2 separate regions of the Gossypium hirsutum genome follow, and region 1 is linked to region 2. The links are chromatin contacts, called in public Hi-C maps. All regions are on one chromosome and are shown on one strand. Each heading gives the region's core, a stretch centred on a gene start, on an enhancer-like site or on the middle of the called end of the contact. The rest is flanking DNA. Distances are from core to core; before and after follow the strand shown.

Region 1 (3,514 bases), core at 944-3,443, 780 kb after region 2:
GCACCTTGGCTCGTTCAACTTCCACTACCTTTCCCCTTCTGAAGTATTTCTGTAGTTAATAATTAGTCAAGACTTTGCCAAATGTAGACCAGCAAGTTCTTAAAGACAAATCCAAACAACCATTTTGTTAAACTAAATTGCCTAATAGAAAGGCATACTCAAAATTCATATACACCCTACGCCGATAACAATTCAATTTAGTAATAAGTATTAGATGTTTTTAAATCATAAAGCAGACACACCTAAATAAACAATGCAGGTTTTAATTTAATAAAAACTATTTATTTCACCACCTTATTAGCTTGGAGGATAGTTTAATGTATTTAAACCTAATAGTGAATTTAATATACATTAAATCACAAATTTTCCTAAGTAAACCTGAGAATGGAATTTAATCTCTTTCCCAGATATAAGGAAGTTAAAGGAAAACAAAGGGTAGTCTCTCAATCACCTTCTACAATGCAATGATTACATCTACCAATAGTTTGACCCTCCAAAACTATATTAGCACTTACCTAGCACAAATAAAGAACGGCCTATACATAATGCTAAACCTGTGCAATCTAACCAACTCTTCGCATTACAAACGAACCTAGAATTTTTGGAAATAGTCTATTGCATATGATTGTATTTAAACTAAACAAGCATTGAAATTCACGAGAATAATTTTCAGCTCAATGCAAAAAAAAAAAAAAAAAAGAGGAAAAAAAAAGTTCTTCAACTAAACCAAATAAAGTAATTAATGAAACTAAGAAACAGCCTAAATTCAAAAGCAAAACCTGAATCTTGAGAGCTGCAGAATTTTGCTGGCACAACCAAAGACAGCGATTGCGTTCCAAACGCGTTTGTTTAAGAAGTTTCTGCCTATCTCTCTCTTTGGAGCTCTGACCGCCCAAATCAACCCGCTTTCGAGTAGTTGGATCACCCGTGAAGAACATTCTCGAAACTCAGCAACTCTGCTAAAACCCAAAAAAGAAACCGAAAGCAATCAATATTCCCAGGGAGCAAAACATTCGTTAGAAAAATATAAACTCACATCATTGAATAGAAAACAAGATATATGTACATCCATGGCTTTGAAAGCTAAGTTTACCAGGATGCATGCATATATTTATATATATGTACACACAAATGTATGAGCTTCCAAGTACAATGCTCACCTAATTATAGGTCTATGGAGACCTTCAGACCATCACGTGCAAGTTAGACATGGATTCCTTCCCTGCATACAGTTAAGAAGAATAATGTCAGATATCGGGGGCTTCTTCTTTTGTTCTAACTAAATACCTTAAATAATTACCTTAAATTTAAAATAAAAGTTAGAAAGCATCCATGAACCCTATAAATAAATTCAACAGCTTTAGGGAAACAAAGTTGAGAAATGCATATGTGCCAACTTTTAATATCCATGAAAAAATGGAGGAAAAAAGAGAGAGTATACTCTAATTAAAAAAAGCAAATCAAATCACCAATCAAAGTTAAAAATAGCAATGGTATAACTGTCACGGCTGCTAATCTGCAGTCGCAGCACAAATCGTAACCACTAAAGACCTCAATAGCAATGTGAACAAATTTCACATCAATAGCAGCGGATTGATGCTGCAAATAGCAGGTAAGGGAATCAGATAGCTTTAAAAAAAATTCTCCCTCTCAACAAATAGTGCACGAGATGAGACAGAATAACAAGCAGTAGGATCTAAAACAGAAATTTGAATATAACGGATGATGCAGATGCAGAGACAATTTTCATGATTGAAATAGAATGTTCAAGTTAGGTTTACGGTTTCAAAGATTGCCTTATTTAATTCCTTGCTCTGTCGAAAACTAGACGGTAGGAGATGAAGAACTAGCATAAAACCCACCACCAAATCAGAAAAATACAAGCCCAGAAAACTGAAACTGAAGAGGTTTTGAGAGAATTTTACCAGAAATTTAGAGGGAAAACAAGGATTGAAACCGTAAAAGTGAAAGAGAAATGTGAAGTTCTGTCCATGTTAGGGATTTGGGGAAGGGAATTTTGGGGAAGGGGATCTGAGGCAAATAAAATGGAGAAAAAAAGATAGGGATTTCGGGTGTTGGGGATTTAGGGGAGGGATTTCTGTGTTTTAATTTGGGCAAAACAGAATGATGATGTTTCGCTTAATTGCTTTTGCGACCTGTTTTGAGGCGCCGCTAATTCTCAATCTATAGCGGCGTTTTTTAAAAAGCGCTGCTTGTTCTTGATTTATAGTGGTGTTTTTTAAAAAGTACCGCTAATTTTCAGTCTTGCGGTGTTTTTAAAAAGTGCTATTAATGTCACTAAAGCTCAACACAAAACGATGGCATTTTACTTAACTTTTTTGCAACGTTTTTCAAAAAGCGCCGCTAATGCTCGACCTATAGCGACGTTTTTCAAGAAGCGACACTAATTCCAAATGCGCCACGGCGTTTTTCAAAATGCGCCGCTAATTCCACTTCTCAACATAAAGCGACGGCGTTTTGCTTAACTCTTTGCGATGTTTTGCAAAAAGTTCCAGTAATGCTTAACCTATAGCAGCGTTTATTAAGAAGCGTCGCTAATGCCACAAATTTTGCGGCATTTTTGGTTCAAGCACCGCTAAAAATGCCGCTAAAAATCAATTTTGTTGTAGTGTTAATGACTCAAAAGGACTTAAACTTACGACAACGGAGATGGTTAGAACTGTTGAAGGATTATGAGCTTGTGATTGATTACCATCTGGGTAAGGCGAAAGTGGTCGCTGACGCCTTGAGTAGGAAGTCGTTGTTTGCCTTGAGGGCTATGAATACACGGCTGACTTTGTTCGATGATGGTTTGATTCTAGCCGAGTTGAGAGCTAGACCAACTTTTCTTCAACAGATTTGTGATGCTCAGAAAGTTGATAAAGAGTAGCAAGCTAAGAGAGTTCAGTGTGAGTCCAACAGTGAACCGGATTTTCTGAGTGATCTGATGGTTGTTTGAGATTCCGTAGTAGGATTTGCGTTCCGAAGGATACTGAGTTGATTCGTAATATTTTAAATGAGGCACACAGTGGTTGTTTGACAGTTCACCTAGGCAATACAAAAATGTATAATGACTTGAAGAAAATGTATTGGTGGAATGGTATGAAAAGAGATATCTCAGAGTTTGTATCAAAATGTTTAATTTGTCATTAGGTAAAGGTCGGAAACCAAGTACCTTCAGGTTTGCTTCAGCCAATGGTGGTTCTCGAGTGGAAACGGGATCAGATTACTATGGATTTTGTGACAGAGTTGCCTTTAACTCCGAGAAAGAAAGATACCATATGGGCCATTGTTGATAGATTAACTAAGACGAATCATTTTATACCGGTACGTACTGATTTCTCACTTGATAAGTTAGTTGAATTGTACATTGGTGAAATTGTCAGACTTCATGGAGTACCTATATCATTTATTTCAGATAGAGATCCGAGATTCACTTCACGATTTTGGAAAAAGTTACAAGAGTCTTTGGGTACGAAGTTAAACTTTAGTACCGCTTTCCATCCGCAAACTG
Region 2 (3,303 bases), core at 142-2,641:
CAAATCATCATTTCTATCAAGTGTTCTATTTTTCATTCGTGAATAAACCCATAATGGTGGAGACACATCAAGTTATCTAGAGGTTGGTTAGGAAACAATCATTGTCATTTCTAGTTAGAAGTTGATTAAGGGTTACTTAGGACAAGACCACTTTCTAAAACAAGTCCTTTTTCTTCTAATTTAAAAGGTCTATTGTAACATGCAGATGCATGTAGTTTTGTTGGCATAATTTTTGCCTCATGAGTCTAAGTATTTTAGTTTCATTTTAGTTAAATGTCCCACCAAAGAAGAACGTGTTCTGCTTTATTTTGAGAGGAAATATAGAAGCACAAAAGCAGAGCTTTATTCGGATACTTGATGTTTCTCTTTAAAGAATATCTTTTTTTCCCCTTTTTGCATTCAGAGATGTGCTTCTTAGAAAGTAAGTCCTACTGAAAATCACCTAAAATAAGTTCAGGTTTTCTACTCAAAAGTTTCATCATTTAGGGTTAACCCTAAATGCATTTCAAATGACCCATTCTCATTTTTCTCAAAGAGTGAGAAGAATGGATTCAGTCCTAAACACTAACAGAACATGATAACTAAAATCCATTCAAAATAAACACACCATAAGACACTTAAATTAGAAAATCAACAATCTCCCCATTGCGTTCTTCACCTAAAGGAATCATTTTGACGTAACTTTATAAAAAAATAAAAATACAAGATAAAAAAAATGACAATTGAAACTACAAGGATAGTTTAAAGAAAAATCAAAGCACTATCATTGCCAATGAATAGAAATTTCATTACCTAGGGGAAGAAAATTATTGGAGGCAAAATTCATTAAAGTTTTTGTCCAATTTAATCCATTAGCCAAATCTGAACCATGTATCTGCGATTCAATTCAAACTTCGTAAGCTGCAAAAGGTTAAACGTCAAAAAAAAGTGAAATTAGAAGCTTAATTTCTAAGGGAACCTCATCGGACGGTTTACAGGAAATGATAAGTGTTGAAATGGAACGGCGAGGAGGATTGATTCTGAGGGAACGGCTGAAGAGACAGCAAGTTTTCCGGCAAGGAAACGGGCTGGTGACGATGGACGGAGGCGTCAAAATTAGGGATTGGATAGTTCCCGCCATAGACCTCTCAAACAATATCGGGAAATGATGGTCCTCAACTCTCCAATCCAGCGTCCAGTGGACAACAGTAATTTATCTGAAAATAAATAAGGCATAACTGCATTTCTCACCCTCAACGTTTACGATATTTATCATTTTGGACCTTTTCCTAGCAAACAAACCGTTCAACTTTTTATTTAAATCAAATTGGTCAACATTTGATCAAAAACTTGATATGGTCTTTACAGGCTAAAAGCTATTAAGTCGCACACGCCAATTCAAATTTAGATGATTCAATGTTTCATGCGGTTGAAAAGTATGTTTAAAAGAGAGTTATGAAAAAGTATGAATTGTTAATTTTTAACTCTTTTTTTCATCGAATCGAGGATAAAATGTTTTTTTTAGAAATAATAGTAAAAAGTAAAATATTAATTAAGTTATATGATCTTTAAATAACTTAATACAATTATATGCAAATATAAATTTTAAATACTTTTAAGTAATTAAAATAAGAATTATTATTCCATACATTGCTAGTAGAGTAAAAAATAAATTAATTAACCTTAATATAAATTATTTGTAAAACTAATAATATATGAAATATTTTTTAAAAATTAAATATAATAAATAAGATTTAAATAATTTAATATGATGATATAAAATATAATTTAATTTAGTTTTATATATATTAAATAGTTAATATAACATCCCAATTTTAGGTCTAGTGGTTTCGAAACTACAAATCCAAGGTAGGAGAAATTATTTTTCATATTTTTTTATGTGTCATAACATGATTTTATATATATTTGAAAATTTTGGTGAATTAATTTTAGCAGTTACATGCTTAATTTCGAAAAATGAATTAAATCCCATAAAGAGTGAAAATTATGTTCTACTAGTCAAAAGTGTTATGTAGCTAAAGAAATTAGATGTGGAGGTCCTTATTGAGTAAATAGACCACTAATAATGAGTGTTGGATGTACACGGAGACAAAAAAAAAAATTAAAATGGTAAGTTCGTGGCTTTAGGTGACTTAATAGGTAGAATAATAGTAAAATAAAAAGAAAAGCTATCATCTTTTTACTTCTCTTCTTCTCCACCGATTCTTACCCAAGGAAATGGCCATGGAAGCTTGAAAATTTCAGCAATTTCTAACCCTCACAACTAAGTGATTTTGATGGTCATTTTTTATGATTTTTATATTTTTGGAACCCTTGTAGCTTAATCTAGCTAATGAGGGGACTATTTTGCAAAATGGTTGAAAGTCTAAGATTTTTTCATGAGAATATTCATGTTGTTTGCTGCATTTTTATGGAAGAAAATGAATATTGGTTGTTAAATAAACAACTTTTGTTAAATGATTTTCATGAAAACACCTAAAATGGGTCATTTTGTAAAAGTTGTAAAATAGGTGGTAAATGTGTGAAATAATGGAAAATATGAGCTGCTCTAAGCATGAAAAAGGTTTGGCTATGCATGGGTAGTAAAGAAATTGAACACATTTCATTTTACGAGCCTAGAGGCAAAAGTGTAAATATGATAAAGAATAAGGGTAAAAATGTAATTTTACCAAAAAATGTGAAATTGGGCTAATTTGAGTAGCATGATGAATAAATAAATTAAATGTGTTGTTATAGATCAAGGAAGATGAAATTCAAAATTAGATCGGGGGAAAAGCAAGATAATCGAGTAATTAACTTATTTCGTCGTTTCATACCAAGGTAAGTTCATATGTTAATAAGCATTAAATTTGATATGTTTAAATGCTTAATCGATATCATGTAATTATTTCGTGTGTTATTATTGGATCATGAATAATATAAAAATACGAGATCATATTGAAAGATCAAATTAAAAGAAATGCAGGGTTGAGCATGATCGAATTACGACATGTTATGAATTGACGGTAAAGACCATGGTTGGACCATGGCAATATGTGTAACCGTGTAAGACCATATCTGGGACATGGCATCGGCATGTGATCCCATATAAGACCATGTTTGGGACATGGCATCGGCATCGTTATGTGAGTCAGTGTAAGACAATGTCTGGGACATGGCATCGGCATCGTTATGTGAGCCAGTGTAAGACCATGTCTGAGACATAGCATCGGCATCGTTATGTGAGCTAGTGTAAGACCATGTCTAGGACATCGCATTGACATTGTTATGTGAGCCAATGTAAGACCATGTCTGGGACATGGC

What was found. A called contact is a pair of places that touch in the nucleus more often than the background predicts.
Region 1: a contact with region 2 is called in a Hi-C map of fibers, with 3 times the contacts expected there. The contact joins the promoter of LOC107934259 here to the promoter of LOC107887876 in region 2. A contact is called at or near these places in 6 of 34 Hi-C or Micro-C datasets (anther, fibers, leaf and 1 more).

What each region holds. Positions count from the first base shown.
Region 1 is chrA12:56,378,195-56,381,708 of Gossypium_hirsutum_v2.1, forward strand. LOC107934259 (E3 ubiquitin-protein ligase UPL6) reads right to left here and starts at 2,194. Exons shown (of 8, transcript XM_016866651.2): 1 at 1,926-2,194; 2 at 1,161-1,222; 3 at 780-956; 4 at 1-49. The coding sequence starts at 938.
Region 2 is chrA12:55,599,239-55,602,541 of Gossypium_hirsutum_v2.1, forward strand. LOC107887876 (probable sodium/metabolite cotransporter BASS4, chloroplastic) reads right to left here and starts at 1,392. Exons shown (of 14, transcript XM_016812094.2): 1 at 959-1,392; 2 at 793-874. The coding sequence starts at 1,120.